2 separate regions of the Sus scrofa genome follow, and region 2 is linked to region 1. The links are chromatin contacts, called in public HiChIP or PLAC-seq maps. All regions are on one chromosome and are shown on one strand. Each heading gives the region's core, a stretch centred on a gene start, on an enhancer-like site or on the middle of the called end of the contact. The rest is flanking DNA. Distances are from core to core; before and after follow the strand shown. Region 1 holds the start of MSANTD3 (myb/SANT-like DNA-binding domain-containing protein 3). Region 2 holds the start of CAVIN4 (muscle-related coiled-coil protein).

Region 1 (5,668 bases), core at 1,995-4,494:
AATTTCTGACTCATCTCTACATCCCTGGCATGAAGCATATGACTCAGCGTAAGATTGGTATTCAGCAGGCAAGTGTTAAGCAAATGTCACCATAGACAGAGAAAAAAGTCCAAGAGCTTGTTGAGCTCCCCACTCTGCATGCAAAGAAATATTGTTTAATCCTCACGAAAATCACACAGCTGAGAAATGACAGAGCTAGGACTCAAACCCCTCACTTCTGTTGCTCCAGAGCTACTGCTCTTTCCACTAAACATACTGCTTCCTACCTTTATCACTACATGACCACACACACCCTCCTTCCAGGACTGGGTTGTGTTTTTTTTTCGCTTTTTTTTTAGGGCGGCACCTGAGGCATACAGAGGTTCCCAGGCTAGTGGTCAAAATGGAACTGCAGCTGCCAGGCTTACACCACAGCCACAGCAACGCAGGGATCCGAGCTGTGTCTTCAACCTACACCATGGCAATGCCAGATCTTTAACCCACTGAGCAAGGCCAGGGATCAAACCTGCGTCCTCAAGGATGCTAGTCAGATTTGTTAAACACTGAGCCACGACAGGAATTCCATGACTGGTTTTAAAACAACCTTTCTCCAAGAAACCTTTCCTGCTCACTCGAGAAAAGTCAGGCTGAGTCCAGCCCCAACTTTCCACAACACTCTAGTATGACATGTTCACACACTGGGAGAGGAGAGAGTGCCTTCTGGGTAGCTGAGCACTGACTGGTCTGTGTGAGCATTCTGCGGATGGTATTATGGAGTCCTCAGCTCTCCTTCTACCCTCTGTTCCCTTGGTGCAGTCCCTGGTCCCTGCCTTTCCCTTCCTTTTTCAGGGTCTAAAGCCTTCCAGTTTTCCCCATTCCAAAATGAACCCCTGGATAATCTCCTCAGGCCCACTCTTCTCTAGCCAAGTGAATTGTATTCAAAACACACTCCTTCGGGAGTTTCCCGTTGGGGTTTAGCAGGTTACGAATCCAACTAGTAACCATGAGGATGTGGGTTCCATCCCTGGCCTCGCTCAATGGGTTAAGGATCCGGCGTTGCTGTGCACTATGGTGTAAGGTGCAGACACAGCTCAGATCTGGCATTGCTGTGGTTGTGGCGTAGGCCGGCTGCTGCAGCTCTGATTCGAACCCTAGCCTGGGAACTTGTAAATGCCACAGGTGCGGCCCTTAAAAAAGCAAAAACAAAACGCTACTCCTTCATTACATCATTAGGTCTTTGTATTTTAAGCATCTTACCAACCTTTAGGGTGGGTGAGTGTTCCAATATCCTCAAGCATATTAAAAGAATTTCAAGAATCATGAGAAGAAAAACCATGACATTTTGGGAGGCCTCATCACTGAACTCTCCATCCATATGAATATTACGGGAGTGGCTTGGGAGTAAGAAGAGACAAGTCACTGATCTCACCCCAGGATCCCTTCCTCCCCTCCCTTCAGACAGGATGCTTGGTCTCTAAGGACAGGACGGAATCCTGGTCCAGAAAGCTGTTGGGGTGGTGGATCCTGGTCCCTTCCTCCAGATCCTCTTGCAGAGCTTTAGAATCCTCCCTTCTCCTCCCAGTCCACCCCTTGTCTCTCTCTGGCCCCAAACTCCCATAGCATCCTCAGTCCTGACTCAGGAACTATGTCACAACTGACTTATCTGACATGCATGCTGAAATGAAGACCCCTAGCCCTGATATCATCCTATCTCCTGGATTTGAAAGTATAACAAACACATCCCTGCATCCTATAATCACTCTCCTGATACTGCAGAAACATTTATAATCTAAAATGTTATGATACCTAAGAAATACCCAATCTCCTGAATCAAAACAGGGAGACCAAATTCTTCTCCATTTCCTATTCCTAAATAAAGATTACTTGTGCAATTTACAGTAGCTACATCCACAGCGCTAGTGCGATGATTTAATTAGGTAACTCATGCCAACTGTTTGGTACTTAAGGCCTGGTACATAGAAAGTACTCAAAATTTAGCTATGATCATTTATGTACATTAAATGATCATAGATAGGTACGCCTCTCACAATAGCGCCTGGGAGTGCAGGCATTACCTCGAGCACTCCACCGCCACCGGCCCCCAATCTCACCCCCATTTACAGAAGCAGCACCCAGGGCTGGAAGTAAAGGCGCTTTCCCAAGGTCAGGCAGTCACCGATGGGATGCTCGGCTTTCGGCCTCCGAGTAAGGGATCCCTCCCCATTACACCCCTGAAAGGGGCACAAGAGGTCTTAAAGGAGACAAGTATGGAAAAGCGCCGAGCACAGTGCCCAGCATACAGTGGGGACCCCGGGATGGATAGACCTGGGGACTGTGGGTCATCTGGATTCCTCCCAAACGGCTCCTCAGTCCCGGGAGGTCTAGAGTCCTCCGACCCCAGTGCGCCGCCTCATCTCCCGGAGATCTGCGCCCTGGGGCTTTGTACGCTGCAGGCCGGCTCCACTCACCGAGTCCCATCAGGACGCGCGGAGTCTGCCGCCCGGCCTGCGGGGCAGGGGTCGCGGCGCCTGGGCCGGAAGCCCGCCCAGGCTGCCCCGCGGCCCCGGCACGCCTGGCCCGCGCCTCCGCCGACCCCAGGCCCGCGCCCCCGCCCCGAGGCAGCCAGCCCGGCCGGGGAGCCTCCTACCTGCAGCGGCGGCGCGGCGGCCGCGGCGATCGGGGGAGGGGCCGGCGAGATGCAAGCGCGGGCGGCCTCGGCTCCTCTGGCAGGCTGGGCCGCCGGGAGGGCCGCGGGCTCCGGAGCGCCGGGCAGCGGCGGCGCGCCCCCGGCCGGCCAGGCCCCGCCACGCGCGCAGCAGCCACAAAGCCCGGGAGCCGCCGCCCCCTTGCGGGCTGCCGGCCGCCTGCGGGTCCGCCGGCGCCGAGGAGGGCGGGAGCGCGGCCCCGCGCAGTCCCCACCTCCCCAAGCCTGGGCCGCCGGCTCCCCTGAGGCTCTGGGCGGGGCGCAAAAGGGACCCCAGCCTACTCACCACTATCCCTCTAGGCTGACATTCTTGTGCTAATTGAATTCCCTCTTCCCACCTTGGCGGACGAGCTCCTGAAGGGCCTTAAAAACTGTTTCATTTCCACGAAGAACAACAAAAGAATGCATTTGTCGCAAGGGATTTGGCGGCCATGGGCACAAATTAGCTCAATCCAAGCTCTCCGTCGGATAAAGGCTCCTTTTCTTTCTGGGTACCTGACTACTTGAGTAGCCAACACTCTGCTGGGTTCATCTCAGAGTTTTGTTTTGTTTTGTTTTTTTAATTTGCGAGATGTGTCTCCCCCTAGGCTTTGCGCTCAAAGGGTAGAGACTATAACTCCTGCAGCCCAGGACCTGGTTCAGTCACTGTATGCTGAGTAAATTGGAATTTATGTGCTGACGAATGAATTTACAACATATCCAACTGTAGGACAAACCACCTTTCACCGTACCCTGACAAGGATAGGGGCTAGGTGTTTCTTTTCCCAGAATCCTTGGTAAGATTCCAAGCTCAGAAGGGCCGAGAGGGCTGTTGAGCTTTCCCTTGTTCTAATTAACATGACATTCATCTGACATAAAAATAACCTTTTTAAAATCAACAATCCAGTGGTATTCATTACATTCACAATGTTGAACAACCTCATCTTCTCTGTCTAGTTCTGAAATATTATTACCCCAAAAGGAAACTCCACACATAGCACTCACTTCCTATTCCCTCTTCTCCTCAACCCTAAGTAAACCACTAATTATTTTCTGTCTCTCCAGATTTGCCTCTTCTAGACATTTCACATCAATGGACTGGTATGTAGTCTTTTTTGTCTGGTCTCTTTCATTGCACATATGTTTCAGGGTTCCTCCAGATTGTAGCATGTATCAGTACTTCATTCCTTTTTATGGCTAAATAATATTCCATTGTTTGTATACCACAATGTGTTTATACGTGTATCCATTAATGGATATTTGTGTCATTTCTACCCTTTGACTATTGTGGATGGTGCTGCTCTGAACATGCCTGTAAATGTATTTGTCTGTATATATGTTTTCAATTATTTGGGGTATACACCTAGGATTAGGCTTGCTGGATAGGGTAATTCTACGTTTAGTTTTTTGAGGAACGGCCAAAAAGTTTTTCCATACTGGCTAAATGAATGATTTTACCTTCCAGTCAGCAATACATGAGGATTCCAAATTCTCCACAACCTCACCAACACTGGCTATTTTTCTTTTCTTTTCCTTTCTTTTCTTTTCTCTTCTCTTTCTTTCTTTCTTATTCCTTGAATATACATGAGGCTATTGCCACCCTCCCAGCTCCCACAACCTAGCTGCACATGACCCAGAGGCTAAGAGGCTGAGCCAGGTCTTTTGACTGCAAAGAAACACCTAAACACTTCTAGGGAGAGAAGCACCAATTAAAAATAAGGACCCTTTCTCTAACTTAGAGTTATACTGCTCCTTTTTTTTAACAACAGTTTGTCTGGTGTCCAAGTAGCTTGAAACTGTCCAGAGAACTTGGAAACCAAGACCATCTGGAGGGAGCTGCTATTGGCAAATAAATTCCGTGACACTCACTTCACTGGAACCCAAGGCAGTACACCATTTCCACTTAGAATTTTCCACTGTAGAGCCATGTTAGACATCCATGACAATTTCCTTTTTAATGGGGATACAGTCAAAAGAAAACTATTGAGGTGTGAAAATAGAAAGTTGATTTAGATTGGAAATTTGATTGACAGGTGTTACCATGGGGGGAAAGTACTAAGAGACAGAAAGTAATGTGAATCCTGATTTCACTGCTTATATTTTTGCAAACTAAGTTAACCTCTTAGATCTCTTAGTTTTCTCATTTCTAAGGTAGGAATAATAATACCTACCAGCCAGGGTGGATGAAAGCATCTAGTCTTGACTTCAATACGTGATCAGTATCATTATTATTTTTGTTGTCATTGCTCATTTTAAATAATGATTGCCATGAACCACATGCAGAAATGCTGCTAAGGAAACAGAAAACTCAATATTTAATCATGTATCTCCTCCTCAAATCAAGAGAGTAAACTATCTCCAAAACAAATGTTTCAGGGGTATCTTATGATGTGCGATGTGGTCACTGCCCTCCCAGCTCTCTTGTTCCCTAACTTAGCTCCCTCCTTATTCTCTGCTTTTGGACAAGCTTCCTAAACTTTGTGAGTCTTATGTGTTAAGTGACCCTACTTAATAGGATTGTTTGAGGATTCAATAAGGTATTGCATTTGTAAAAGGCTTAGTACAGTGCAAATTACATAAAAGTCAATAAACATTAGCCATTATTTATTATTATTATTATTATTTGCTGCACCCACAATGTGTAGACGTTCCCAGACCATGGACCCAAGCCACTGCAGTGATAACACTATCCTTAACCCACTGTGCCACAAGCCAACTCCATATTGTTAATAATAAAGCTGCTATAACTTCTCTGTGGAGTTAATAAAAGGGTGGAGTCAAAGGAAGCCATAGGAGTCACTCATCCCATGGTGTAATTTGTCCCTTCCTCAAGTACAGGAGGTCTATTCCCATGATGGAGGTGAGTGATGCACTGAACTCTGATAGCTTGTTGAGAATAAGCTATCTTATCATTACCAATATTAACCTTGATCACCCAGCTGAGGTAGCGTTTGTCTGGTTTCTCCACTAAAAAGTTACTCTTCCCTTTCCCCCTGTCGAGATTAG
Region 2 (5,668 bases), core at 1,098-3,597, 140 kb before region 1:
CATTATAGACAAGAACACTGAGACTGCTTTCTGAGAGTAAGATGACTTTTTTTTTCCCCCAAAAAAATTTAAGTCTAAAGAAGGGCTTCCAGGGACCTGACAGGAGAGGGAAAAGGTAAAGATGTTTAGAGGGCATAGTCTAACGTGTCTGCCTTTGAAATAAGCAACCCTTCTCTTTCCTCTGATTCTTCCTCCTAAATAACCAACAGGCTCTTAAAAACAAATTCAAGATAACACTCCTCCATTGCAGTGTTACCTTAAACGTCAACAGTGGGCTACGGAAAACTGACTGAAGTATAAAGAAAGTCCTGGGGAGTTACGGACGACATCCTTGGTATCTTACAAATACCTGCCTGCAATCCAACTGTGTTCCTATTTCACGTTGTTTTCATTTTTCTAGGTTTTTTTCTATGCATACAGGCATACATCCATTTTAAAATACCGTGTGATAACACTGCATATATGCACGAGTGAACAGCGCCACACACATTCCTGATTTTACGCTTACAACAAAGCCTTTGACGTGAAATTCTGGGGCCAAAATGTATGTGAATTTTTAAGGTTCTTCACACATACTACCAAAACCACCCTCCAGCAATGTTCCCATTAATACTGCTACCTGCAGAATATGAAAATGCTCATTATCTCCTACTCTTAAAATCTGAGAGTATGTTTCAGTAACTGCAAATATTTAAATAGGTGAAAGTGGACTTTTGCTCATTTATTTTGTCTTTTGTAAACTGATTGATAATGACTTTCCAATTTTCTACCATGAAGAAAAGTTCAACTTTTCCCTTTCAATTTGTGAGTTTTTAAATATATTATAGATAGTAGGTATTTGCCATGGATGTGTTCCTATTTCAAAAAATACGGGTGTCAAATGCAGAGTAAGGAACTTCTTAGCTCAATATACAGTGCCACACAAAAACTATCACTTTAAATTAGCTAAGTAAAAAAACTTTACCATCAAATATAAGAAATTATTTATGTGACTCCTACATGTATATAACTATAAATAATAATAAAGAAGAACTATCTGTTCAGTGTTTTTCTTACCACTATGGCTTACACATTATTATATGTAAAAATTCCAAAAGACAAATCTACATCATGAAAAGTTTACATTTCGTTGTTTAGGGCTTTCCGGGCTCTCCATAATAAAGAACTATAGGTCCTCGGTTTCTTGTTTCATACAACAAAGAGGTGTTTTTAATTAGAGGCTTCTTTGACACCTTCTAGTTCTATCTTCTCAAAGGATACGAGAGAGCATCATGCTAATATGGCTAATACGCCAAAAGAGGCTTACCAATATTAAGTTTCAAAGGCAAGAAATAGACTCAGCTAGACCCACAGTTCACATTTCACGAAATGGTTGAGAAGCTCAAAGCACTGACATGACAGTACACCGGTGAACACAGACATGGTTTTACCCTGAGCTCTCTGATGACACAGAATCCCACCACACACGTATACACAACAGTTACAACGTGACACTGGAAACTGTGACCTCTCGGCAATTGAAGGATGCACATGATGGCAGTAATCAAGCTAAGCTCAGGTGCAAGCTCACCTGGAATATTACCACACGGAATTTGTTCTTCTTTATTATCTCCTCTTGCTTGGCTTCAACTTTTTTCACGTGAGTTTGTTGCTTTTCCACGCGGGCCTTCACGTCTTTAATGTGAGCACTGACCTTTCGGGTTTTCTCAAACAACTTGTTAATGACATAGCTTGTGTTGCCGTGTGACTGTGAAAACTTCAGCAGGTCAATCTGGACGGACTTTATGGCATTTTCCATCTCTCTGTGTCTCTCCTCTATCCTCTTCTGGCTTGCCTGCACACTGTCCACAATGGCAGCCACTTTGTCCAGGACAGTCACAATGGTAAGAGCGGCGTCTTGGTCTTCATCTTCTGTAACATGCGACAGGCGGTTCTGCTGGATTTTATCAGCATTTGAAGCAGACCCATTATGTTCCATTTTATTTGTTTCTCAGTGAAAGACGTTCTTACCAAAATCAATTCTGGCACTAAGAGCAAAAAGTTAGCTTGATAACAGGCAACAGGGTTGTTTAAAGGGTTGGAAACCCCACCCCTGGAGACTGGTCAAGTATCTGTAACTACAAATACCCATACGTGACTCTTCTGCAATATGAACCCTTGCAAAGCACTGGGTGCTGTTCCAACATGCTTACTGACTGACTAAGGGACTCAAATAAGACTGTGTGGGTAGAGAGGAAAGCTTGTTTAAAAGAAAGTTCCCTAAGGCCACCATGTTACTAATATTACGCCTAGAAGCCAAATAACCAAAAAAGCAAACTCTTAGTACTGGGTGAAGTTTTGCCTTTAGACAATTTCCAGCAGTTTTTGTAAAAGCAAATGGGAATTTTGAACTGATATCTACTTTTTCTATTAATTTCACACATTAAATGTACTGATATATTGATATGAAAGAATGCAGTAAATAAACACACCAAAACAGAAGCCATATAGTGAAAACATTATATTATAACATGCTTTTCCAAACCAAATATTAAAATTAATATTTAATTTTGAACATATTTTTTAATTCTACATGCATACTTCTGAATACCTAAACTACATGTTAAACAGCTGAATACATTCTATTCACACTTCAGATCTTTAAACACCAACAATCTATTAATACAGCTATTACTACAGGACAAATTTGGATAGAGGTCTTAGATGATTTTTAAGCTCACTTGAAGAGCACCAATCATTAACAATCATTTTTGCATTTTATTCACAAACACTGATACAATTGGTTTATTTATGTTAAAACAAGTATTTTCTTTAAAAATGAATGTGTATTAAAGTAGTTTAAATGATAGAGTAGGCTTTATTCCAATCTGTTTGTTAATGACTATTTTCACAACATCTAAATCTACTTTTCAGTGATCTGTTCCATCATTGCTACCAGACACTTTTTAAAATTAATTCAGAATTATTTTTCCAAAGAGAGAAATAATCAAATTCCAGCCCATACATCTTATAAATAATTTACATCTAACACACACAGCTTTACAGTTCATGCGATAGGCAGTGTCTAAAAAATCAGTTAATAAATCTCAAAAACATTTAAATGTCTAAACACAGTGTCTTCTAGATTTTTTTTTTTGTAAGAAAAGTAATCTGTAAACATCTTTTACCTTTAGTTCATGCTTGGTCATTTGCTGTGGTCACTGTGGAAGAAGTGGGTATGACTTTATAACCATTTGTGAAGTGGTCCATCTTTGCAAAAATATTACATTCCATGGGTAAAGAGCAAGTCTTAGAATTACCATGTGGTACAAATTTGTGAAATCAATTTCTGTATTTAAAAACATAAAACAAAGACTACTAAACAGTCCAAAACTGCTGTAGCTATATATTCTAAATACGAGCCAACAGTACTACACTAAAAATGTCCAAAAATAAGGCCTCTGAAATAAATATTTCCATTCTTTAAAAAAAGACATAATAAATGTACATCACATGGTCAGTGTACATATAAAAGTCATCGGATTAAACCATTCTGGATGACGTATCTGAAGTAAAATGACCTAAGTTTTGCTTCTGTCTTCGTCCTCTATTGTTTTTAGGGCATTTTCTGTTAAGAAAAAGAAAAAAAGAAAAAGGTCATTTTGCCTAGGATATTTCAAATGTTTCCAGAGGTAACACACACTTCACACAGAAAGCCGTATTACATGTGATCACATGAAAGGGAAAGAGATGCTATTTTATGACAGACCAACAAGTCAGATTGCTATCTGCCCTACAAAGCTGGGAGGCAAGAGGGTTATACATACAGTGCAGGTATGAACACAAACAAAACATTCCCAGGGTCCCCCTGCTGCATATGCACCCCTGAAAGGAACCCTACCCTTCTAGCCTGACAACTCCCAAGCCACAGTGACTGCTAACACATGAACTTGCGACAGGAGAAAGGATCCTGGACTATGTACTTTTCCCTGAGCATGATGACACTCCCAAAATGACAAGGACAGCTTAGATAAAGGAAAAATCACAAAGAAATGTGCTTATTAACCCCAGATCAGAATACACAGGAAATGCTTTGTGATTTTAGACAATGACTCAGGAGAATCTGTTTCATACCCTGCTTGGGCAAACCACAGAACCTGGTACAGAACTGCCCTGCTGGGGATAAGGGATATTCTTGGCTCTGCTCTCATTGTTCTGTAACTGCTCTTGTGCCTGCCTGCTAGGATGCAAACGTACTAGCTCTTTCTGTGCACAAAGTACTATGCTACACAATGTGAAATAAAGGGACCGGAACAAATTCCAGTAATTCTGAGTTTGGGCTCTGATAGAAGCTAGCTGGGCAACCTCATTTTCCTATAAATAAAATATTAAAGAGTTGGACTGACCTCTAAAATCTCTGCCAACAAGGAATTTATAATCTAAGGGAAAGAAAGTTTTGAGACTATGAGGACTTCTACTGTAAAGTTCTAGGTTTTTATTCAATTCAAAGAACACTACTTTGTCTTGACTTCAAAGCCTTGATGGTAACTTCCATTTTACATATTGCTTTTTACAAAATTTATCTTACTCATCCTCATAAAAACACTCTGAAGTAGACAGTGCTGGAATCATCTCCATTTCTTGACTGGGGACACTGGCTGAGAGGTCAAGCAACCCTCTTTAACTGTCACTAACTCACCACGATGCTGGACAAGTTCCAACTTCCTGGGGCCACTGTTTTTTCTTCATACAATAAAAGGGTTTGGCTAAGATGATGTTCAACATGAAAGATGATTCCAAGCATAAAAGAAGAAAACTTTATTCATGCAGTCTTGATAAGAGAGTCAATGGGAACATCCTTTTAAAGGACGATTCCTTACATGTAACAGCCACCACAGGAGACGTGAACAGCTGTTCCATAATGTTCTACGTGGGAGAGGCACTCCTTAAAAATTCAGTGCAGATAAGTCCAAGTACATGATTATAATATTCTAAATCCAAGAGAGCAGAACATTCTAGGGAAGAAAAAACCATAATAAAAAGGCCTCAGGAAGAGATCCTTGATAAATTCAATGAGATGACCCTTCAGTCATGAGACAGTGGGCAGTGAAGACACTGTAACACAGTTAAAAATAAATATATGGCGATATCTACATGTCTGTGAAGGCAACGAATGGATTGGGGTCTAAGTTGGAAGGTACTAACCTGAAAACTTCCTGCCAGGTAATTTTAATGTAGTAGTTGAGGATTAACCAAAGCAAAGAACTAGACAAAGGCTGGATAGGGTTTGTAAAAAGGCTTAACTATCTCTGTCATTTTGGGTATAGTACTTCCCTTCCCAGGGCTCCAGTTTCCTCACTTCTCTAGAATGAAAGGGTTGGACTCAAACTAACTTCCTGCTGACTCTAACACCCTTTGATCTTAAAGATGGCACTATCACTGGGTCTCAAAATCTCCTACCTTAATCATATTACTTTCTTTCACCTTCCAAATCGTCTTTTACTCCACTCTGCCTTTACTCTAATAATGTCCTGAGTGGTCTCTCCCAACCTCACATGTTCTCTCACATGTTCTCTCCTTCAATGAATTTTTTAGATGACACTCAGATTAATGCTCGTGAAAAATGGTTCATACTAAGTCCCTCCCCTGTTCAAAAACCCTGAACTGCTACAAAATTAAGTTGGAAGCT

What was found. HiChIP or PLAC-seq counts read pairs in DNA pulled down with a chosen protein or histone mark.
Region 2: a contact with region 1 is called in an H3K27ac HiChIP or PLAC-seq map of skeletal muscle. The contact joins the promoter of CAVIN4 here to the promoter of MSANTD3 in region 1.

The regions. Positions count from the first base shown.
Region 1 is chr1:242,166,498-242,172,165 of Sscrofa11.1, reverse strand. It overlaps MSANTD3 (myb/SANT-like DNA-binding domain-containing protein 3), which reads right to left and starts at 3,244. Exons shown (of 3, transcript XM_005660297.3): 1 at 2,970-3,244.
Region 2 is chr1:242,306,696-242,312,363 of Sscrofa11.1, reverse strand. CAVIN4 (muscle-related coiled-coil protein) reads right to left here and starts at 2,347. Exons shown (of 2, transcript XM_021066698.1): 1 at 1,571-2,347. The coding sequence starts at 1,978. It overlaps TMEFF1 (tomoregulin-1), which reads right to left. Exons shown (of 10, transcript XM_005660298.3): 10 at 2,486-3,607. The coding sequence ends at 3,523.